Linked DNA regions of Mus musculus: all the other regions are linked to region 2. Evidence: chromatin contacts called from public HiChIP or PLAC-seq, Micro-C and promoter capture Hi-C data. All regions are on one chromosome and are shown on one strand. Each heading gives the region's core, a stretch centred on a gene start, on an enhancer-like site or on the middle of the called end of the contact. The rest is flanking DNA. Distances are from core to core; before and after follow the strand shown.

Region 1 (2,994 bases), core at 279-2,778, 470 kb after region 2:
ACACATGTTTCGCTGCCAAACCCTAAGTGGAATCAGTGCCGGGTCAGCACTGTTCCAACTTAGCCAGTATCCTATCGCACCTCCAGCAACACTTTAAAAAATGAAGTTTAAAACCAGCGCTAGCATAAATACCTGTTGCTCACTGTGCCCAATACGATCTTCTTTTTCTTCCCTTCTCTTGGAGCTCCACACAAGACAGCGGTCCCTCAGTGTTTTCCCGCCGTTTCCAGGCCCCTGGTTCGGGAGCCAATCTGTAGTAGGAGGCCAGCCCGTGACCTACATGAACTGAGTATTTCTGGAAGGCAGGCTGGGCCTTGATCAGAGAAACATTTGTCTTGGCTTCATTCTTTTCTCACCGTCTAGTCTCTCTCTCTTTCAGCCCCAGCCTGCCTTCCAGAAATACCCCGTTCATGTAGGCCTCGGGCTGTTCTCCTACTACAATTTATGTGTAGGTATGTGTATCTGTGTACATGCATGTTGGTACCTGCAGAGGTCAGAGGGGTGTCGTTAGATCCCATGGAGCCAGAACTGAAATCAGGTCCTCTGGAAGAACAGCAAATGCCCTTAGCCGCTGAGCCATCTCTCCAGCCCCTTCAGTCTGATTTTTAACACCACACAAGCCTGCTGACTTGAATTTGATCCCAAGAACCCACATAAAAATAAAAAGAGAAAACTGGCGTCCATAAAGTTGTCTTCTGGCTTCCATATATATTCTGTGGCATGTGCGTGCCCACCTGTACACAATATAATAAAAATTTGGTTTTTTTAAAGACTTCATTAAGATATTTAGATGAATACAGTTATAAAGCTGGATGCACACAAGTCCTAACTACAGTGATATGTATTTATACTTTTATGCTTCTTGATTTTATTTTATAAACACAATTGATCTGCTCACAATAGTTAAACCCACAAGACGGGTATTAGTGTTTATAGTTATGAGGGGCAGATGAAGTCCTGAGTGAATGTCTATTATTGACAAGGGTCCCAGCTCCTCAGACACATGGGAGCTGGGCAGACTTCCTGTCCATTTGCAAATGCTGATATCGTGTACAGGGAGCGTGGACTGCAACTTCCTCCTCTTAGATGTTTACAACCCCGGATTCCCTTCAGAAACCTGCCACTGGGGCTAGAGCTAACCACAGACCTACTGGGTCAACAAGTGAAACAGGAAAACATTGACAACCCAAAGTGACTAGACGTCCTGATCACCAGTCAACCCGGCTGCAAATTGAAGTAACTAGTATGCTTTAGAGATTTAAATCCCCACGAGGTTTCTTGAATTAACAATTCCTACAGTGACCCCTATTGTCCAAAATGTGCAACTACAAGGCAGTGGCCTTAAGGTTCTTTTAGCCCACTCTATGGAAGAACTGTCTTCAATCAGCAAACACCACACAGCCATATATTTTTCTTTAACAAAAGTCGCTTTCAGTTCCGTGAGCTATCACACCCAGAGCTATCTTCCCAAGGAACCCACCTTTTTCCTCATTCCTACAAAGATGGCATGGGTGAAGAACAGCCATGGGTTTGCACATAATACAAAGGCCCAGCAAGGTTCATGGGGACAGAATGTGACAGAGGAGAGGGGACAAGCCATACACCAAGATTCCCTGCAGTGGGGTCCCTGGGGATACGTTGATGTGAATATGCAAAACGTGGCCATCTGGGAACACCTCCAGCTGTACAGATACTCAACTTCTGACAAGCGACTGGACTGGAGTGGTGTGGGAACAGGAGCAGCTGGACCATCAGCCAATATAGGCTCACGTAGGAGGCTGTCTGCAGCTTCCACGCCCAGCCAGGTAGCAACCTCAGGCACAAGAGCCAGTAGTGGGGCAGCGGCGGCAGCAGCAGTTAGATAAATTTATGGTCAAGATAAATTGCATATATTTTATAACATATATATTGCATATATATAATTATCAAAGAATAAATTTAAAACATATTTTTTAAGAACCAGAGGTATCATTGATAACTCAGCTGAATCTGGAAGGCCTTGGGGACCCCAGGCCAAGGCCACCACAAGAATAAAACAAGTTGTTATCTAACAAGAGCCTCTCTTGGCCATTGCATCTGAAGGTCAAGTTTCCCTACAGGCAGCAGTGTCAGCCATGGAGGGAAAACCTTCCGAATGCACAAAGGCACTGAACTGTAGAGTAGCCTGTCTCTGATCAGGGCCACATTGATACAGAAAAAGAGGTAATGCAAGACTGACTCCTGCTTCTCAAAGCCATGGCTTCAACCTCCGGCTCCCCAAAGTGCTCCTGATTGACGTTTTTGCAAATGCTCTGCTTGGTATTTTGAGTCTTTATTGCACCTTGTTCAATCCTAGGTCAGACGGAGTCGGTTCCAGGATTGGCCATCTCTAGAGGCCCAGCTGAGGATGCGGCGTGTGAGGCCTCATCTCCAGGATGGGCATCATCTCCTTGCCAGTGTGGCAACGTCTAACAAACCCATCCAACCTGGGCCCTCTGCCAGCACTGCCAAGGCTCTGCTCCTCTTCTCTCCTCCCCATGTCTGTGTGCACAGGAGCCTCTGACTCCAAGCTCTGAGGGAAGAATCGCAAAGAGCAGCTAACTGCAGAAGAAGTGTCTCCTAGACCTTCTCAGGAGACAGGGTTGCCTGGTGACGAGATGGGCAGCAGAAGGCAGAGAGACCAGAGGGTAGCTCCAAGACCCACACATGACCCACACACACGATGGGAAAACCTCAAAGAAGAGACCAGAGAAGCAGCCTGGGAGAAGTGACTGCTGGGTAGCAGAGGCTCAAGATTTGGAGGACCAGGGAAACAGTTTGATGCAGTAGAAGAGTAAAGAAAGGAGGAAATTGTGTGTGTGTGTGTGTGTGTGTGTGTGTGTGTGTGTGTGTGTTCGGGTGTGTGTTCATGTGTGTGTTCGTGTGTGTGCACATGCGCGCCTGTGTGTATGTGAGACCTATTTATTGAAAAGTTATTCTAAATCAAGCAGTGGTGGAATGCACCTTTAATTCCTA
Region 2 (3,271 bases), core at 484-2,983:
TCTTGAGAAATCACCACTGTCATTAAGTTAACATGGTATGGCAAAATACTAGTGATTCTCAAATACCCAGTCTATAGGTACATGACCCATTTTTATGACAAGAAAAATGAGGCACCTAGAGCAAAAGGCCCAGTGTTTAATCCAAGCTGCCTTGTTTAATTTGTTGATGGCATTGGTCTTGTGTCATACTTTCATCCTCCAAATTAAGCTGCTTGGTAACTTTGTTGATTAGATGCCCTGAAATGATACAACCTTCTAGACAGTCAACACTACCTCATTGACAATTATGGAAAACCTTTTATTAATAATCAGTTCAGCAGTGTCCACAGCTGAGAGCCAGTGGACTCCCCTCTGGTAGAGGCAGAGGGGAAAACCTCATTTTAAGCCAGGCTTCTCTAGCTGGAAATATCAGCCCCAGGTGCTCCCATCTCTGCCTAGCCTGCAGTCTGTGATTAGGGGCCCTAATGGCCATAATGCCTCCAATGTGGTGTTTAAGCCAATAAGGCTTCAGAAAAGTTACGGTATGTTTAATAATGGCTTAATGACTCCTTGTGAGATGCAAGGCTTCTGGTTCCTGTTTGGCCTTGATTTACAGCCCAACTCTGGCTGAGGACAGCCAAGAAACCTCCTCTAAGCCTCCAACGGAAGAGGGAGGTGTTCACACCAGGCCTCTTAGATTCCTTTTAAAAATGAGAATTCAAATAGAATACAAATGATGTTTGACTCCCTGCCCCTCTCGCTAATCTCCAGGGGTCCTAAAAATATAAATGTTTTAACCCGGACCTAAGGGATCTTTAAGCTCGGGTCCAAAGGACCTCTGGTATTTCTTCCCAGATCTTAGGCACAGTAAGGATTATTCAGTTTCAGAAAGGCTAAGCTATACCCTAATCCTAGGCTTCCTTTGGGTCGAGGAGACTCACCTTTGGGAGATGCAATCCTACCCTCGCTATGTCTAAAATAGCAAGCCTGAAGCAGTTAATTTGCAGTGGATCTGAGTGACATTCAGTTTATGCTGCTCAGAAGGACAATGACCCTTCTGCTCTTCCATAGCTGACCCAAAAAGCTACCTGGGCAGACCACTGTGAAACCTAGAGATCTCTCTGTCTGTTTTGGCCTGCCTGGGCTTTGGAACTCACCACCAAATGTAGATGGACCACAGTCAGCTGAAAACGCTAAGTGAGAGGTTCAAATCACAGATAATCAATGACAGTATTGAGGCCCAAGCTCCCAAGCCCCCTGCTGTTTCCACAGCATCCAGTCTCTAGGATGTCCAGGCAAAACAAGTGTCTAAGGGAGATGCCCTTGCTTTTTTCCAGCTACCAGCAAAAATAAACCGAGCAAGGTGAAGGGGAAACTCTACCACAGTAGAGGCCTCTCTTCTCAGACTGATGTCAGATCAGGCCTCAAAGAGAATGTTGGAGGAGGGATGGGGGAGGGTGCGGGGGTGGGGAGGATGTCTGCCCTCACCGTTTCACCTCCCCAGGGCCAAGAGCCACTAAGATGGATATCAGGACTTGAGGGTGCAGCTCAGAGCCAAGGACTCACCCGACTGCTAGACAAAAGGGATCCTGCCCTCGAAAGGAAGCAGCTTCCCTCTCTTCTCTTCCAACTGCTTGTGATACCAGACTCGGGGTGAATGGGGTGGGGTGGGGGTGTTCCTGGGCTCCGAGGGGTTAACCCGCACGGGGCCGCACGTGACGTGGATGGTTCCAGCATTAAGTCAGAGGCGCGGCCCCCTCTCCTGCCCCCCACCCCCCGCGGCGCGCGCCGCTCCCGGGGGCTCCGCGCCCCCGAGCCCAGGTCCCTCCCCCTTGGCTCACAGGCCGCGCGGGTTAGCGGGAGCCCCGGAGCTCCGGCGGCCTGTGAGCCCGAGCCGGCATGGACCCCGAGCGCTGCGCGCCTTTCTCCGTGGGGCCGGCGGCCGGTCCTTACGCGGCCGCGGGGGACGAGGCTCCGGGTCCCCAGGGGACTCCCGATGCTGCGCCTCACCTGCACCCCGCGCCACCCCGCGGTCCGCGCCTGAGCCGCTTCCCGGCCTGTGGGCCCCTGGAACCCTACCTCCCAGAGCCCGCCAAGCCGCCCGCCAAGTACCTGCAGGACCTCGGGCCAGGCCCGGTGCTCAACGGCGGCCACTTCTACGAGGGCTCCGCGGAAGGTAACACGCCGGGGGTCGGGGGTGGTGGTGGAACCCCATGTCGTTCTTATCCCCAGCCCTTCCTGGTCTCCCCGACTCTCCCGCTTTCTTGCTTCTTAACTTTGGGTACGTCTCGCATTTTCCACGATTCCCTCGCTAGATCGCTGCTGGCCTGGCCGGACAAGGCCAGGGCATTGGGGACCGCAGAATCGCCTGTGTCCCCGGCCGGCAGAGGCAATGGGAGGCGGGAGGTCAAAGGAGGGTGGAGTAGGGACGATCTTGGGCCCATTCCGACCCCCAAGGTGATTGAACCTGGGAGGAGAGATCGCGCTCATCCGGAGCCGAGCCTCTCTGCCACCGACCCAGAAGAGGGGACTGGGTGGAGGGCCCCGGAGCCTAACTGGGCCCCAAAGCTGGGAGAGAAGAGTTCTGCTTTTGTGCATGGCGCCCGCTGAGGGCGTAGAGGCTGGGCCTCGACTTAGTGGCCAAACTGGACTCAGCGAGGGAAAGGCTGTGTCCTGGACTTACCCAGCTCTCATCCTCGGGCCCAGCCTCTGCAGGAAAAGGTTTTCTGATGCCGTTAAGTCGCTCCGCAGAGTGGCGGTGGCTGCTCCCCCTCAGAACTGGGACTGTCTTCAAGATCAAATAACTATGTTCTTGTTTCTCAGATTAACTTGGCCTCCCCGTCGCCACGGGGATGGCTACCCTTCTTGCAGTTGGCATCTCGGCACCGAATCATCACCGCTGAGCCGTCGGAAGCGGTCCCGAACTATCCTAAATCCCAGGGCGCATCCCACTCCGGGGACCGTGCCCTGTGTGCTAAGGCGGGTCGGACCGTACCATTATCTGAGAATGCGCCTGAGTGGCAGGGCCTGCCAAGACTCTTTTGCCGCCCACTGTACTCGCTGACCCACGAGTGGCTCAGCACCCACGCCCACCCCTCGTATGCAGCCACATTTCGTAGCCTAGACCCAAAACTAGATCCCGGGAGATCCGCCAATGCGGCAATCGCCTGCTCCTCGCGGGCCTCCTCAGAGAGGCTGGGCAGCGAGCAGCTCCTGGCTTCGTCCCGTCCGGGTGGCGGGAGTGTGCAGGGGAGGCCCGGGAGGTGTGTTGGGGTCATCGGAGGAAATGAGC
Region 3 (3,069 bases), core at 71-2,570, 490 kb after region 2:
AGGCGACAGCGGAGGAACCTCACCGGCTGGGGCCAAGCTCTCCCACATCCAACCCCTTCCTCCGCCCCGCCCCCAGCGGGAGTGACTGATGCAGGAAGCAGCGCCCCGCAGGCGGAAGAGGCTCTGGCCACGATTTCTGATGTTGTCTAGGCAACCTCGGGGAGTGGGGCCTCCATCCTGCCCCTTATCCCTCTCTTCCCACTCCAGTCTTTAGAGTGCCCTGTCTGATGGTGGCTAGGGCCGGGGTCGGGATGCAGAGAAAACAGATGGAGCAGCACCAGCTCTAAGCTCTTTACTACCCTCACCCCACCTCGGGAACCCTCATCCCTTGCCAAGGCTCCAAGGCAAAGAAGCCAAAGTCCAGGCTAGGCTGGTCCAGCCAGCCAGAGAGAAAAATAATAGGCAAGAATACCGCCTGAGCTCCAACCTCAAAACCCATTTCCTCCAGGGAAGGAACAACGGTACTCATGAAAACCCAGAGCCTCTGGGGCAGAGCCCCCCTCTTTTCTTCTCCATCTGACCCCTGCTCTAGGGACAGCCCAGCTCCGGGAGGAGGCAGAACTGAGAATTCGAGCCCAGGAGGGAGGGGCCTGTCTTGGGAAAATTCCACTGACCGGCAGAAGCTGTCTCCTAGGAAGACAGGAAGAGTAGGAGGCTGGGTCTTGTCTGAGGTCGATGGGAAAGACCCCAGCCTACTCTGACCTGTCGCTCTGCCTGTACACTCAAGATCTGCTTCCTTGGACCCTTCTAGGAGCCGTTCACGTCCCCTAGGTCTTGCAGGCATTGCCAAGACCCCCCACCCACTTATCACCCGACCCAGGCACCTCTGCCTTGGAGTCCCTTTATCAACCACACACGCGCCACACACTTACCTGAGGCCATGCTGCCCAAGTCCCGCGTGGACCAGGAAGGCAGCCTACGAAAGTCTGCACAGCGAGGGAGCCGGGCTGAAGAGGGGAGAGGGCCCCCACCGGGGCGAAGTCGCGCCACTGGCCCCTGCACCCGCACTGAGAAGCGGGAAGGAAGGCAAGGTTTTCAAAATGGCCAGCTGGCCGGGGGGCGGACTCCCGCCGACTTCAGCGGCCAGACTGACCTCAGGAGACCCCGGAGTCGCGACCCCAAGCCTGCACTCAAGAGGAAACAGGCCACGTGCTCCCCAGAAAACCGGACCCGGAATTCGCCTAGGGTTCTTTCACCACTTTCTGGGAATCAATTAGGGATCCGGCTCCTGTGGCCGGGCTACGGGGGAGTCACGCAACAGGTGCGACCCCGCCGAAACCTTCCGGGCTGCGCGCCAATCTCGCGTACCCCAGGCCCCGCCAAGTCCGCGGCCACGCCCCGTTCGGCCACGCCTCTTGGCCTCCTGGCCACGCCCCAACCATTTTCCCAGTTCCCTTACGCCACGTGGGCAGCCTCCGGACCAGGGTTGGCCTTGGCTTGGCCCTTTGGTCTTGGGCGATTTCTGTGCGTCAGTTTCCTCATCAGTAAGATGGGATGAGGCAATGGAAACACCCCATCCAAAGAAAGGAGTTACTGAGGACTGAAGGTAAATCCCCTTTGCACAATGTCTGGCACAAAGTCAGGTAGCTATTATTAGGGTCCCAGAATCCATTTCAAGCAGAAGCCCTGCCCTTGAATTCTCCGCATTCCCACCTGAATCTATTTCCTTCTATCAGTCATTGGTAGGCAGGATGTGCCCTTCAAAGCCGGTTCACCATCCCACATTAATTTCTATGTTGACGTTAGACTAGCCAGAATGCCTAGGTTCAAATTCAGACATCTCCACCTACTTTCTGACTGATGGTGAACTTCTCTCTGGGTTTTACTGGTTAACTTTGGCTCTTACACCCGCTCTGATGAAGATAAAGGAGATAATTATAAGTGCTTAGACTTGTGCCTGGCCTGTAAGTTACTTCCCAATCAGTGTTCCTGGAAGATTTCTTTGGCCTGGGATCACTATGGCCAGCTCACTGATTTCTCCTTGTGGGTTATGAGAAATTGGGCTGTTTGAATAGGGCCACAGACACCCTCTCAAACAAGGATTCCTGCCTCCCAGGGGCAGCCTGTACCTACAGGAACCCTGAAAAGGAAAGTCCTCCCCTTTATCAGCAGCAGTTGGTCCCTTCCCTCGCCTCTCCCCTGGGGGAGTCTTTGCCCCCTCACCCAGCTGCTCTGAAGTCTCTCCAGCTGCTTTCAGTCCCTCCTCTCCCCAACTGGAACTCTGAGTCCTGATCCCCCATCTCTATCTGCATCTGATGTGGCCTCTAGGGAGTCTCCTATCCGCTATACTAAAACAAACTTTAAAAACTATTGCCTTAGGCTGGGGGTGTCAGCTCAGGGGCAGTATCCCTCTGCCTTACATGCGAAAGCAAACCCCAGAATTGCAGAAAAACGATGAAAATACAAATTTTTAAAAAACCCTACAGGTGGCCTCCATAAACTTGGGAGACCAGTGGGTTATGGGAATCCAGCTCACAGAGAATCAGACTAAAATAGAACAAGGAGAACCTTATTCTTACACCGTTACGTTTAAATATCAAAACAGGAACCACTAAAAGCATCGGATACAGGTGATGGTGTACTGAGCTGGGGCACGCATTATGTGGCTGTAAATACTAATATAATCTAAGAACCGTTTGGCAAAATAAAATCAAGTATCGCTATAAGTTGCACTGTTTTGACTCAGTAATCCACTTCTAACAAGTCTTTTTTTTTTTTTAACTCAAAAATAATTTTATTAGAGTTTAAAGGAAAAGCCCCAGGGTGTACAAGTTGTAACTCTCAGCTTCCTGGAAGAAGAGAAGGGAAGGGAAACACACGTTGGAAGAAAGAGAAAGAAAAAAAAAAAGTTCTATCTTTCTGAATTAGCTCAGGAAGGTAGGAGGGCCCAGAAAACCTCATAGGGATTTTCTCAGGGTGTACGAATCACAAATCTGTTCTTAATTAGAGGGTTGTCAGAAAAATATCCACAAAGTTGTTCAATATTGCAGTGTTTACCACAGAAAATTTGGAAACATAAAGGCCTAGCAACAGGGGAATGTTAAATGAACACAATGAAATATAACCATT
Region 4 (2,996 bases), core at 205-2,704, 490 kb before region 2:
AAGCCTAAGAGATCTGAGAGCAGACAGGGCACCAGAAACCATTGTTTTTTAGGTGATTGTTAGAGATAAACTCTTCATGCACAGTTTACCACTGACAGGTTGCTTCTTCTGCAGCAAATTTACTTATCCAATAACTTGACAGAAATTGAAGTTTGAATTTGGCAAGTGAAACACCCAGGCTAGACTCTGGATCCTGCATTGACAACCGATCTTCATAGCCAATCTTCCAGGAGCCAGAAGCCAAACGAGTCTGGTCTTACAAGACATTGATTTCCCTCTAAGCCCACCAAAGCCTTCTAGCTTTGTAGCTCTAGGTAGGGTCCAATCTTTCACCCACCTTATAGGCTCCCACTGGGAAATGGCCGAATCTCTTAGAACCTTCCCTTGCAGGGAAGCAGGCTTTCAGAGTTTCTGATACTTGCATAAAGAGAACTGTCTTAGCAGAAAGGGCCAGGGAAGAGTCTTTCACACACCAGAGCCCCTCTGAACATCAGAGCTCAGAAGTTCATTTCAATGAGTCCCTCTGTGGAGTATCCGTGTAGGCGGTTCTGACAGGGGGCCTGCAGAACTGTACTAGTGAAGGCTTGGAGCTTTTGCAAGGTTTGCAAGCCAATCTGGACCCCCTAAAACACTCCTATCCCCAACCTAAGCCAAGAACTTCCTATACAAATTATTTCCGAGGCAAAGGGCATATCCTGCTCTACCATGCACCCCCACGGTGAGATCGTGGGCCAGCTGGTGGTGTTAAGATCTGTGAAAGGGCTTTTGTAAGGAGCCTGCTCTCCCAAGGGCAACTGTGTGTCCCTCCGCCCTCTCTGTCCAGAGCCCTGGGGAAAGGAAGTCAGAAAGGCTAGAAGCCAGTCCTGCAGTTCTGTTGTTCTGCAGTTCCCCCCAACCCCCACCCCGTGGGGGGCAAAGACAGCAGTGAGTTTCTGCTACACTGAGGCCAGGCCCTCACCTGCTGTATTGTCCTGGGAAACCGAGTCTGTGCTGGGTAAGAGAGAGGTGGGGCTCAGGAGTACTGAAGGAAACGGGGATGCAGAAGCAGAAGGCAGGAGTGGGGGGACTGGGGTCTGCAGATTCTGTCTGGCAGCATCTTAATAATAGCAACACATCTCCCTCGGGGCTGGCTCGCGCTCGGGCCTGGGATGGTATTGATCAGTTCATCCTGCCTACTTCATTATGTTGGCAAGAACCTCTCAAGCGCTCCTCAACTTCTACCCTCTCCCCTGTCTCCCGACCCAGGCAGTACCCAGCTGAGCTCTGCGCGGAGTTTTGTTTGGTAAGCTAGGTTTTGTCAAAGAATGGGGTGTTTTCTTTGCGGTGGGGGTCCGGGACACAGGGATCTAACCCAGTGGCCAGCTTGGCGGCGGCGGCGAGCGACACACCTCGCTAGCTCTGCCCCAGCCGGCCCCTTTAATTCGAGTTCGCTGCGGGGCCAGGTGCGGCGCTGCGTGGCGCGGTGCGGCGCGGTGCGGCTGCGGGCGGCGGCCGGGCGCTCCGTACGCGCCGCCCGCGGGACTGCAGAGTCGGCTCCCGGCTGGCCGCCCGCACCCCGCCGCCACCACCGCCACCGCCCGCTGTCCGGGTTCTGCCTGTGCTGGCTGCCACCCAGGAACATGGAGGCTCTGGTACCCATCTGCAAGGGTAAATCAGTGTCCGGCATTCTGCTGCGCATGCTGCCATCCCTGACCGGCTGCAGCGCCCATAGGGGCTGCAGGGTACCACGGTAGTCTGGGTGGGCGAGGTGGTGCCGACCCTTGATGTCGGCCTGAAGGGCTGTGGATCCGCACCGGCTGCGTGGGACTTAAGGGGGAGACTTGTTCCTGCAGAAGAGTGCATGGAATGGGCTCGGGGACCCTGTGGTCTGTGCGTGACATAGGGCGGAGGGCGCAGATTGGAGCTGGCGGGTGATGGGAAGTGCAGCTGACTGCATAGCCACCGCTGGTAAATAGTGGGTGGGTAGGACCCGAGTCACTTGGGTCCTCCTGGTTGCATTTGCCTCTCGGCAACGGAGTAAAATGGGCTTCTCTGCAGTCTCTTGTTTTTTCCACTTGGCCGGGGTGGTGGGCTGCCGTGAAGCTCTCCAGCCTAAAAGGAAGCTAGATCTGGAGCAGCTGCCTGGCGACGCCTGCTCTGCACCCTCAGAGTTCGGGCTCCTGTGTTTCAGGTGGAGATGGAGTCTTGGTGGTCCCTCGGCTGGACCTCGCAGGCACCAGCTAGGCTGCCCTCCGGCCCGCAGCGGGAGCCCACCGCACTGCGCAGGAAGGGGTTAAGGTGGCACACTCTAGCGGTCCGGCGGCTGTGGGCTCCGGTCAGCCCAGCGGATTCCGGCGGGAGCGCGCCCGGCGGAATCCCGGCTGGAACCCCGGGCGATGGGAGAGGGCCCAGACCCCTCCCCGGCTCTGGGGCCAGCGGGATTGGGTCGGCGGGGGGCCAGCCCGGAAGCCAGCTTTCTCTAGGCTCCCCCTCTATGTGAAGCCAATCCGCCCCGCAGTCAGGCAGCTTGAGCGTTTGTTCTGTGCTTCCCTGCCGAGATGTGAGGGATTTTCTCTTGGGAAGAAATCGGTGGTCGAGTGCTTGCCCAGCTCAAATGCCACCCAACCCAGAGCAAGGCCTGAGGCCCAGGGATCCTGGAGGGAGAGTAAGTTCAAGCGACCCCTTCTATTAGGCATTCTACAGAGGCAATCTTGCTGCTTGTGGGACCTCTCTAGCTGGGAAGGAGTGTGTGTTGTGGAGGAAGGATTGCTTCTTTACCAGGACATGGCTAAGGTCAGAGAGGAAAACCCTCCCTCTTGGGAGATATGTCTTCTGACACCAAGAAAGCTGGGTCGCTTCTGTTGGCAACTGAGGTCTAGGGAGAAAGTGCTTCAAGCTGATGGGAAGGGAAAGCTTATGGTTATCCAGGAGAGGTTAGGAAAAGGCTCCTGTGGTGGATCTCATTCACAAGTGTCATGGAAAGTAGATGTGGGGGCTTGTCACTTGCCCTGAGGGGA
Region 5 (2,968 bases), core at 222-2,721, 420 kb after region 2:
TGGCCAGCCCCACTCACCCAGGTGGTGCTTTCGGGCAAGGTAGCGCAGGATGGCATTGCTCTGGGTGATCTTGTGTGATCCATCGATCAAGTAAGGCAGCTGGATGGACAAGCAGGGAGGGTCAGATGGGATATGGGGTACCTGAATCCTTTCTCTGGGTGAGAGAAGACACAGGGCCTGACAGTGTGCCTGCCATGGGAAGCCCTCCATGGGCACAGTGTGCACTGAATGAGAGAGCTGGGGCACAGCCCATCACAGAACACTGTGCAGCCAGCAGGGATGGAGCAGGAGAGCAGAAACACTGATCCTAAACCCTCAGCCAGGCCAGGAGATGAGGTGAGATCACCGTGTCTTCCCCAAACCTCTCCTCCCCTGCACCTACATTGGGAAAGTCCAGGCCCAGCTTGAACTTCTCATTCAGCCACTGGCTTCTGTCAAAGTCGGGAGCTGTAAACAAGAAGATGTGAAAAGGCATTACCCCACTGTCCCACCCTTCTACAGATTATCGACCAGTAGCAAGAACCCCTAAGGCAGGGCCTCTGCAACCTGTTACAGAGAGTTACTTTCCAATGTGGAGAAGGGTCTGAATAACAACTGATAATAAAGGCAGCCTGGACCCAATAAGACCCCAGTAGTGAATTCTGTCGAATTATAAATACAAATGGACCAAGGAACTCCATTCTCCATGATCTATATTGGAAAATCAAACTGCACTCTCAAAGAGGTTTCTGGAAGCAGCAGCCTCTATCTTTAGCTAGAGGGAGACCAGCAGGGCTAAATAACGGGAAATCTAGGCATAGTTTGATAGGTAAGAGGGAAGCAGGTGTCTGACCAGGAAGGTGGCATTACCGTCACCCATGGTGTATCTCTTCTCATCATAGCTTGAGTCTGTGTATTCCAGGAGCATGCGGATCGGGTGTGTCAGCTGGGAGAGATGACCAGAAGAGACAGAGGTCAGACATTGTGGGGACTTCTTTGTATGACTTCATCTTCACCCGTTGAGACCTCCCACACTGCACAAACGCCGTCACCCCGCACGTGCATGTGCACACCACACACATACGCGCGCGCGCACGCACACACACACAGCCACCCAAGTGCGTAAACTGAGCGCTGAGAGCTACAGGCAGGAGATTCCAGTGAGAGCTGAAGAGTACCCGCTGTAGGAAGGGCTCCTGCTCTTAAGAACTTTCTGCTTCACATCCCAGTCCCACCCTCCAAGTGGACCCCTCTCTCACTCCGCGGACGTTCCAGTATCCCAGTATCATAGGCATGGTGCTGGTGCTGTGGTCTTCTCAAACTGGCTTCAGCAGGACTGACCTGTGTGTTTGGAGTTGTGACTTTATACAGACTACTAGAGAAACGTGGGCAGGACAAAACAGCGGGTCCCTCCCAACCCTGCACCAATCCCAATTAGGCACTCCCCTTCCTAGGTCTGTAACCAGAGCAGCAGACCCTAAAGCGGAAGGCAGAGGCCACACCCTCTCCGGGAGAGGCGGGGTTAAGATCCTTAGCGGCCTCTGTCCCGGGATTCTGTTTTGCACACGCTGAAACAGAATCTGCTCTCCTGCTTCCCCCGAAACCCTCTTAGCGACTGCCGCCATCGCCGCCTGCTGGATGCTCCCTAGACTAGCTAGCACTTTGCCTGGAGTCTGGCCAGACAGCGAAAGAACATTGGGTGGGTGTTCTCCCGCCTTCCTTTCTTTTGCAGAGCTCGGTTTTCACACCCAGACTGTGGGAATCTGTCATTGGGGAGGCTCAACTCTCAGCTTAAAGACAAAAAGGCGAGAGCCCCCGACCTGAGAGTTTAATGTAGCACTTATCGTCATGGAAAGAACTCTGTCAGTCTGACAGGTACCGGATTTTTGCGCACACAGCCTCAAGTTACAGGAACAGTCGGTGACATGGAAACAACCCCAAGGCAGAGATAAACAGGGCTCCGTATTTTCCTTTAGGGGGTTTGAGAACTGTTATCAGTTATTAAAAAACTAATCTGTATTTTGGCCGTGTTTATGAATCTAAATTCAAGTACCAACCACAGAGGGGCCGGAAGTTTGAGGGAAGCCACAGCTGTGGACAACAGTCAGCTGACAAAACCCAGCAGAGCACAAGGGAGAAAAAGAGCCCACGCTGGGTTGTGCCATAGAGAGGGAGAGCATGTGACCCAAGAAGTTTGCTTTCAAGGGATACCAGGATGCTGTACACATGGGAGCCCAAAGCAAGACCCTCAGCTGTCCCTAAATGCAGGACCTGGCCCAGGCTCCGGACATGCGTTTGTATATGACAGGGTGGCTCAAATGACCTTTCAGGTTACCCTGAGATATATAGTAGTATATCCTTCACAAGTAGTATATGCCCTGTAGTATTACCTTCACAAGGTCAATGTCCTCCCAAGAACACTGTCCTACCTGTTTACTTTCTTTTTTGCAGACAACCAAGAGGCTTGATGGAAGGGGAGACTAAAATGAGTTTACAAGTCAAAGGCCAAGGCTGTTGCTCTGCAGGACGTACATTTTGGGATTAAATCATCCTTTACTGGGACTACGGGGTATGAAGGCAACATATCATGTCACCCACATAGGAGCTGTGCAGTGAGGTTGCAGGGGGCAAGCAGAGGCCATCTCATCCTAGGACATTAAAGAAACCACATGTTCTGCAGGTCTTGGTGAGGATGCACGAAAAGTGACCATGTCACTGGGGCTTTAGCAGCAGTTTGGTGGGAACTACAGGGACATATTTTGCAAGTATGAATGAGGCACTTCAGCAGATTGTCACACACTGTGGGAAGTAGAGAAGGAGGAGTGGAAGAAAGCAGAAGGAATCCATACTGTCTAGGACAAGGACTCAGAGGGCCTGGGAAGGGAGCCAGAGCCCTGGAGCCCTTCAGAGGACAGAATCTATCTGCAGACAGGGATAAGGGCTAGGACAGCAAGTTCTCAATGCAGGGTCCCCAGAGTCCGAGATCATT
Region 6 (3,017 bases), core at 448-2,947, 450 kb after region 2:
TGTCATGGGGACAGCTGATGACAACACATGAAACATCCTGGAGGGTAAGAGGCTAAGAAATTCAAAAGGTAAATAAGATCTGTGCAGATTGGGAACCTGAGGGAGCTGACTCCTGACCCAAACGCTGCCTGGTCCAGCCCAGGGAGGGAGTGAGATGAGACTCACAAAGTCTGGGCTGTAACAGACTCGAGCCAGCTGATTGGAGACATCCATAGCCTGGTTCTCCAAAATGTCCACGCGAATCTTCTCTTCCTCTGTCTCCCCACCTGCAGCACACACAGCACAGACGCATCTTCAACACCTCACACCAGCCAAGCCAAGGGGGTTGTCCCCCACCCCACCCTGCTGACGCCCCACTCACACAGGTTGTGCTTGCGGGCAATGTAGCGCAGGATGGCATTGCTCTGCGTGATCTTGTGTGACCCATCAATCAAGTAAGGCAACTGCTTGGACAATAAAGGATGGTCAGACAGGATGTGAGGTCCCAGCCTTCCTTCTCTGGATTAGGACTGACATGTGGCCTGCCGTTCATCATGGCTAGCATGGGAAGCCCTCTACGAACACACTGCACACTGAATGGAAAAGCTAGGACACAGCCCATCTCAGAAACGCCACCAGGAACGGAAGCAAGTGAACAGAAGGAAGCATTGACTCCAAGCCCCTCTTCCAGGTGAGGAGGTGAGATGACTTCCCCAAACCTCCCCGTCCCCAAACCTCCCCGTCCCCCTCTACCTACATTGGGAAAGTCCAGGCCCAATTTGAACTTCTCACTCAGCCACTGGCTTCGGTCATAGTCAGGAGCTGTGATTGATGAGATTGCATAAAGAGAAATCAGCCCAGTGTCCAACACACCTATTTCAGGGACCCAACCCCCTAAGACAAGGATCTGTAACCTCACACAGTGAGCCTTTATCCCTGAAAGTTTCAGGAATAAAGAGTGCTTGGAACTGAGGGGCCTACAAAGTTTAGGCAAATCTTGATGAGGAATGTGATCTAATTTCAACAGGAGGGGTATCCACCCCTTCACTTCCAGGAGGAAGGAAGGTCAAGCCCAGCTCTCTGGGGCTTACTGAAAGAGGCAGATTCTAAGTCCATCTGGGGGAGCCCCGTAGTGCGGGAGGCGTGAAATGTAATGTAGGCACCAATTGCTAGGCGCCAATGGACAGGAGACGTCTGACCGACAAATAGCATTACCGTCTCCCATGGTGTATCTCTTCTCTTCATAGCTTGAGCCTGTGTATTCTAGGAGCAGCCGAATAGCGTGAGCTAGCTGAAAAGATAGGAATGGGGGCGGGGGACTTCTGTGTGACTTCACCTCCTCCAAGTGCATATACACGGGCGCACAAACCAGCAAGGACATGTGTGCAAGACCCTGAGCCAGACAAGCAAGGGATTCCTCTCGCCCCACCCCATCCTCACCCCCCAGCTCGCCTTCTCCTAACCCTGCAATCCTTCCCACTCATCAGGTGGTTGCTCACCCCACGGATGTCCCAGTAACCCAGTGTCATAGGCATGATGCTGGTGCCTGAGACTGAGTCCACCGGCCTCCGGTGTGAGCAACTTTGACTTTATCCTAGTGCCCTCGGGTCCCTGGGCGGGGCTGGTGCCCGGCGTGATCCTGCCCCTCCAGACTCTGCCCCGCAACACACACCCTGCTCTACAGCTTTTCCCCTGACAGTCACCTACAGAAGCCAAATTACTGAGCTCCGCCCCCAACAGACCGGAAAGCGTAATAAGCGATCCCGCCTGCAGTTCCGCCCAATCGTCCAGCCCGGTGCGCAGATGCAGAGCTCTAGTAACTCCCTGCCTTTGCCGTACCGCTCTGCCTTCTTACCCTGTTGCCTTCGGTCTGTGGGAGGGTCAGGCCACTAGGAGAGGCCCCAACCCGGAAGTGCTGATTAAGCACTTCAACCCTGCTGTCAAACAAGACAGACTTCTGCGGGGCTCTGCTGATGACAGTGGTCCCCAGGTGATGTTTTTCCGTCTGGCAGAGAACATGTTGTCTTTCTGTTCAGAAGTTCCTCATCTGAATTCAAAGAGATTATTTCTATCACAGATAAACCCCTGACTCAAAAAAAGGGTGGAAAATGGAAAATTTGAAGTTTCATACATGGTCAGGATGTCTGTATTACCCAAGGACAGAGGCAGCTTTCTCTATTGAGTGACCGTCTTAGTGTGTACTTACACAGACCTAAGACTTCTGAAATGTCCGAGGGTACACAGGGTCAGCATGTGACAACTCAGGATTAGTTTATAGCAAATGCAATCAAGAGAGAGATGTCTGAGTTCTCAATAGCTGCTGTTCATAGCAAGGCACACTGTTTCTTCACACAACATTGGTTGTCGTATGTGTCCAAAGACTGTAGTCTGCGGAGGGGGGCTTAGGGAAGTGGGCTCTCATTTTGTACAACAGACATCACACACTCACTGCATTTTGTTATTACATTAAGACTTCTACAAGATCACCAAATAAGAATTTTAAGCTCCATTATAAGTCTTCCTGAGTATATAGGGTCCATCTTTAACTAAAATGTGCTAAAGTGGCAGGTGACCATACTTACAATTCTTACTAATGTTAAGAATGTACTGTGGCAATGCATTGTGACAAAAATAATTCTCACATTCTAAGAGACTGGGACTTTCACTGGACCTCACAGCAAGAGTTAATAATACATCTTGAAGTCCCTTAAGCTTGCTATTCTACTATGTACTCTGTCTGTCTGTTTAGCCTTCCTTTAAGAGAATGATGTAAGAAGAAATACTTGTCTTGGATTTTCCATGTAATAAACTTCTATGACCTAAGATAACACGCAGCTGTAATCTGTTTTTTGGGTTTTTTGGTTGATGATGGTGGTGTTTTGAAGGTTTGGGGGGGTGGGGGGGGCAAGTTTTTGTTTGGTTTTTATTGTTGTTTCTCAGAGACAAGGATGTGTCACTCTCTGCATATCCCCAGATGTCCTAGAACTCACTGTATAGACCAGGCTGGCCTTGAATTCACGGAGATCCACCTGTCTCTG
Region 7 (3,234 bases), core at 627-3,126, 370 kb after region 2:
AGGACATACACATCAGGGATTTTAACTCTGCATTAAATGTCTAGGTCAGACTGTTCACTCTAGAATCTCAACTGTATCTAGGATGCTTAGACAAGTAATAATAGTTTCAGTGTTGATGTGAGAGATCACTATGGTAACGAAGGTCGTTCTGTTGGTAAGATCCGAAAGCTTGGAGAATCAGTAACATGGCTCCTTACTGAAGGAGATGTTACAGATCTGAATGCAAGACTTTAACTCCTGCTTCAAACCCCGTCTTCTCCACCTACTGGCCACTCACAAAATCGGGACTGCAGCAGACTATCATGAGCTGTATGCGGGTGTCCATAACTTGGTTCTCCAAAGTATCCACACGGATCCTCTCCTCCTCTGTCTCTCCACCTGCAGCACACACAGAACACTCAGCATCCCAACCCAGCCAAGCCAAGGAGATTGCCTGATATGCCCTACCCTGCAGGCAACCCCACTCACACAGGTTGTGCTTCCGGCCAAGGTAGCGCAGGATGGCATTGCTCTGGGTGACCTTGTGTGACCCATCAATTAAGTAGGGCAGCTGGATGGACAAGCAGGGAAGGTCAGATGGGATATGAGGTCCCTCCATCCCTTCCCTGGGTGAGAGCAGACACAGGGCCTGGCACTCAGTGTGCCTGCCATGGGAAGCCCTCCATGGGCACAGTGTGCATTGAATGAGAGAGCTGGGACACAGCCCATCACAGAAACACTGTGCAGCCAACAGGGATGGAGCAGGAGAGCAGAAACACTGATCCTAAACCCTCAGCCAGGCCAGGAGATGAGGTGAGATCACCACGTCTTCCCCAAACCTCCCTTTCCCTGCACTTACATTGGGAAAATCCAGGCCAAGATTGAATTTCTCACTCAGCCACTGGCTTCGGTCAAAGTTGGGGGCTGTGGTGGACAAGAGGATGTGAAAGGATATCAGTGTGGCTGCGTCTGACACTCCAATCTCACTGACCCACCTAAGAAGTCACGAGCAAGATACCCTGGGGAAGGAGAACTGTAACATCTTGCACTAAGTCATTCTCAAGATAAAGAAGAGGGGTGATAAAGAAGGGGACCCTAAGCCCAATGGGACCCCAAAAATGAACCCAGCTCAATTATAAATACAGGTGGGCCCGGAACTCCAGTCTCATTATTGTTGTTTGAGGCAAGATCTCTCAATTATGTAACCAAGGCTTTCCAGAAACTATATGTATAGACCTGACTGCCCTCAAACTCAGAGATCCACCTGTCTCTCTGACTTTCTAGAGCTGGATTTAAAAGCAAGCTCCCACACATTGCCATTCCCAGTGCATAGAAAACCAAACTGCACCCTCAAGAGGTTCCTGGAAGGAGCAGGCTCCTTCCTCCTCCAGTTGTAGGAGGTCTGCAGAGCTGAGGAATTAGGGGCTGGGTACGGGCATCCCTGGGTAAGAGGAAAGCAGGTGTCTGACCAGGAAGGTGTCATTACCATCCCCCATGACATATCTCTTCTCCTCATAGCTTGAATCTGTGTATTCCAGGAGCAAGCGGATGGAGTGAGTCAGCTGGAAGAGAAGGTCACACAAGTTAGAAATGGTAGGACCTTTACTGGATGACTTCATCTTCGCAGATGAATCCTCTCACCCTCCACAAACACAGCCACCCTGCGGTGTGTACACATGCACTCATAGGTGCCCGCCCCTTCACACCTGCAGCCTCCCAAGTTTGTGAGCTCCAGGGTGCTAAGAAAAGTATACATCTGAGAGCCCGGATCACTTTGAACTTCCCGCCTGAGTCCTAGTCCCACCCTCCAGGCAGATCCCCCTCTCACTCCGCGGGTGTTCCAATAGCCCAGTGTCATAGGCATGGCGCTGATGCTGTGGTCTTCTCAGACTGGCTTCAGGTAGGTTGAGCTGGAGAATTTTAAGGAGGTGCAAAGGGAAAGGTGGGTGGGGCCTTGTAAACGGTCCCGCCCTCAATGCCCTAACCCCACTCAGGCACTGCCTTTCCCTTCAATTGTCCTCAGAGACTTTGAACCCGAAGCCCTTTGGCTTCACCCACAGCCCGGGAGAGGGAGAAGTAGGATCCTATGCACCTTCAGGCCTTGGATTCTGAGCAGGTTCACATGAAGGACCTCCTCCCCCCTCAGCCTCTTTAGTGCTTCCTGTCACCGCCCCCTAATGGGTGCCCCCAAACTTGAAAATGCAGCTTTCCATTCCTAGCAGAACTTAGGTTTTCACCCCTATACTGTGGAAATCTCTAGGAGAGAGTCCCAGATCTCAACAGAAGATAAAGTAGGGTGCCCCTCGGGCAAAAGTTTAATTTAGCATTGACAGCTGCCAAGCTCTATTACCCACCACAGCCTTATTATTCACCTAGAATCATAGGACAGTCCATGAGATAGGAAGGACTCCAGAAGAGGAACAATCAGAAAACAAGTACTCCCAGTGTCTTCCTTTAGGAAATTTGGAAACTTCATCATTTGCTCATCAAGCTAGTGACCATATAAGCCAGTCACTATTTTTGGCCATGTTTGTAAGCTAAATCCAAGAACCAGATACCTAGGGCACAAGAGATCTAAGACACCATCACAGTGCAGGGTACCTGGCTGGCAGAACTTCCCATGGGTTGCACTGTGCAAGGGAGCAAAGAATGCACAGCTGGTGTGTGCCATAGAGGGGGAGAGCATGTGCCCTAAGAGGCTTGCTTTCAAGGGACAACAGGATGCTGTACACACGGGATCCTGTGTACACACTTTGCACGGGACACAACGAGCCCAAAGCTAGACCCTCAGCTGTCCACATCCCTAGATGCTAGACCTGGCCCAAACCCCGGACATATGTTTGTATATGACAGGGTTGCTCAAATGATCTTTCAGTTACCCTGAAATATATGCCCTGTAGTCCAACCTTCACAAGGTAAGTGTCCTACCAAGAACACTGTCCTACCTGTCTGCTTTCTTCCTTGGAGGCAACAGACTCTTTCAAAACCAAGAGGATAACATCACCTTGTTTATAAAAACTTATCAGATATAATGAGAAACAAATGACAGAAGAGGAGACTAAAATGAGTTTACAAGTCAAAGGCCAAGGCTGTTGCTCTGCAGGACGTACATTTTGGGATTAAATCATCCTTTACTGGGACTACGGGGTATGAAGGCAACATATCATGTCACCCACATAGGAGCTGTGCAGTGAGGGTGCAGGGGACAAGCAGAGGCCATCTCATCCTAGGACATTAAAGAAACCACATGTTCTG

The links. Promoter capture Hi-C pulls out the DNA fragments that hold promoters and counts their contacts. A called contact is a pair of places that touch in the nucleus more often than the background predicts. HiChIP or PLAC-seq counts read pairs in DNA pulled down with a chosen protein or histone mark. Capture Hi-C pulls out chosen DNA fragments and counts their contacts.
Region 1: a contact with region 2 is called in an H3K27ac HiChIP or PLAC-seq map of microglia, with 4 times the contacts expected there. The contact joins the enhancer-like site here to the promoter of Alx3 in region 2. A contact is called at or near these places in 5 of 39 promoter capture datasets (the 3T3-L1 cell line, the C10 cell line, cranial neural crest and 2 more), 2 of 15 datasets of contacts at CTCF or cohesin (large pre-B cells and pro-B cells), 2 of 484 Hi-C or Micro-C datasets (the HL-1 cell line and cerebral cortex), 2 of 115 datasets of contacts at active chromatin or transcription factors (embryonic stem cells and microglia) and 1 of 9 other capture datasets (adipose tissue).
Region 3: a promoter capture Hi-C map of embryonic stem cells shows a contact between it and region 2, with 3 times the contacts expected there. The contact joins the promoter of Ampd2 here to the promoter of Alx3 in region 2. A contact is called at or near these places in 5 of 39 promoter capture datasets (the C10 cell line, cranial neural crest, embryonic stem cells and 2 more), 1 of 115 datasets of contacts at active chromatin or transcription factors (pro-B cells) and 3 of 9 other capture datasets (adipose tissue, liver and pancreatic islet).
Region 4: a Micro-C map of embryonic stem cells shows a contact between it and region 2, with 4 times the contacts expected there. The contact joins the promoter of Kcna2 here to the promoter of Alx3 in region 2. A contact is called at or near these places in 4 of 39 promoter capture datasets (the C10 cell line, embryonic stem cells and pre-B cells), 7 of 484 Hi-C or Micro-C datasets (all in embryonic stem cells) and 2 of 115 datasets of contacts at active chromatin or transcription factors (both in embryonic stem cells).
Region 5: a contact with region 2 is called in a promoter capture Hi-C map of embryonic stem cells, with 2.8 times the contacts expected there. The contact joins the promoter of Gstm1 here to the promoter of Alx3 in region 2. A contact is called at or near these places in 3 of 39 promoter capture datasets (the C10 cell line, embryonic stem cells and pre-B cells), 3 of 115 datasets of contacts at active chromatin or transcription factors (embryonic hindbrain, embryonic stem cells and large pre-B cells) and 4 of 9 other capture datasets (adipose tissue, embryonic stem cells, liver and 1 more).
Region 6: a contact with region 2 is called in a promoter capture Hi-C map of pancreatic islet. The contact joins the promoter of Gstm4 here to the promoter of Alx3 in region 2. A contact is called at or near these places in 10 of 39 promoter capture datasets (the 3T3-L1 cell line, the C10 cell line, cranial neural crest and 5 more), 1 of 15 datasets of contacts at CTCF or cohesin (large pre-B cells), 2 of 484 Hi-C or Micro-C datasets (the HL-1 cell line and cerebral cortex), 1 of 115 datasets of contacts at active chromatin or transcription factors (embryonic stem cells) and 1 of 9 other capture datasets (pancreatic islet).
Region 7: a promoter capture Hi-C map of the C10 cell line shows a contact between it and region 2. The contact joins the promoter of Gstm3 here to the promoter of Alx3 in region 2. A contact is called at or near these places in 4 of 39 promoter capture datasets (the C10 cell line, pre-B cells and stem cell-derived epiblast-like cells) and 1 of 9 other capture datasets (liver).

The regions. Positions count from the first base shown.
Region 1 is chr3:108,060,388-108,063,381 of GRCm38.p6, forward strand. No RefSeq gene overlaps it. Among named protein-coding and RNA genes, the nearest start is that of Gstm4, 17 kb to the left of the region's middle. Within about 2 kb of position 1,529, at least 21 of the 459 cell types and tissues checked have an H3K27ac peak or open chromatin away from gene starts, as enhancers often do. A contact at or near this core is called in adipose tissue and microglia, where this site is marked.
Region 2 is chr3:107,593,298-107,596,568 of GRCm38.p6, forward strand. It overlaps Alx3 (aristaless-like homeobox 3), which reads left to right and starts at 1,734. Exons shown (of 4, transcript NM_007441.3): 1 at 1,734-2,155. The coding sequence starts at 1,879.
Region 3 is chr3:108,085,346-108,088,414 of GRCm38.p6, forward strand. It overlaps Ampd2 (adenosine monophosphate deaminase 2), which reads right to left and starts at 1,321. Exons shown (of 18, transcript NM_028779.5): 1 at 873-1,321. The coding sequence starts at 882. Gm12500 (predicted gene 12500) reads left to right here and starts at 631. Exons shown (of 1, transcript NM_001358018.1): 1 at 631-2,666. The coding sequence starts at 881. The coding sequence ends at 1,498. It also overlaps a transcript of Gnat2 not described here.
Region 4 is chr3:107,100,113-107,103,108 of GRCm38.p6, forward strand. It overlaps Kcna2 (potassium voltage-gated channel, shaker-related subfamily, member 2), which reads left to right and starts at 1,455. Exons shown (of 3, transcript NM_008417.5): 1 at 1,455-1,647.
Region 5 is chr3:108,016,502-108,019,469 of GRCm38.p6, forward strand. It overlaps Gstm1 (glutathione S-transferase, mu 1), which reads right to left and starts at 1,472. Exons shown (of 8, transcript NM_010358.5): 1 at 1,239-1,472; 2 at 850-925; 3 at 383-447; 4 at 18-99. The coding sequence starts at 1,274.
Region 6 is chr3:108,043,159-108,046,175 of GRCm38.p6, forward strand. It overlaps Gstm4 (glutathione S-transferase, mu 4), which reads right to left and starts at 1,698. Exons shown (of 8, transcript NM_026764.3): 1 at 1,479-1,698; 2 at 1,195-1,270; 3 at 737-801; 4 at 362-443; 5 at 166-266. The coding sequence starts at 1,514.
Region 7 is chr3:107,967,298-107,970,531 of GRCm38.p6, forward strand. It overlaps Gstm3 (glutathione S-transferase, mu 3), which reads right to left and starts at 1,877. Exons shown (of 8, transcript NM_010359.2): 1 at 1,808-1,877; 2 at 1,466-1,541; 3 at 839-903; 4 at 469-550; 5 at 278-378. The coding sequence starts at 1,843.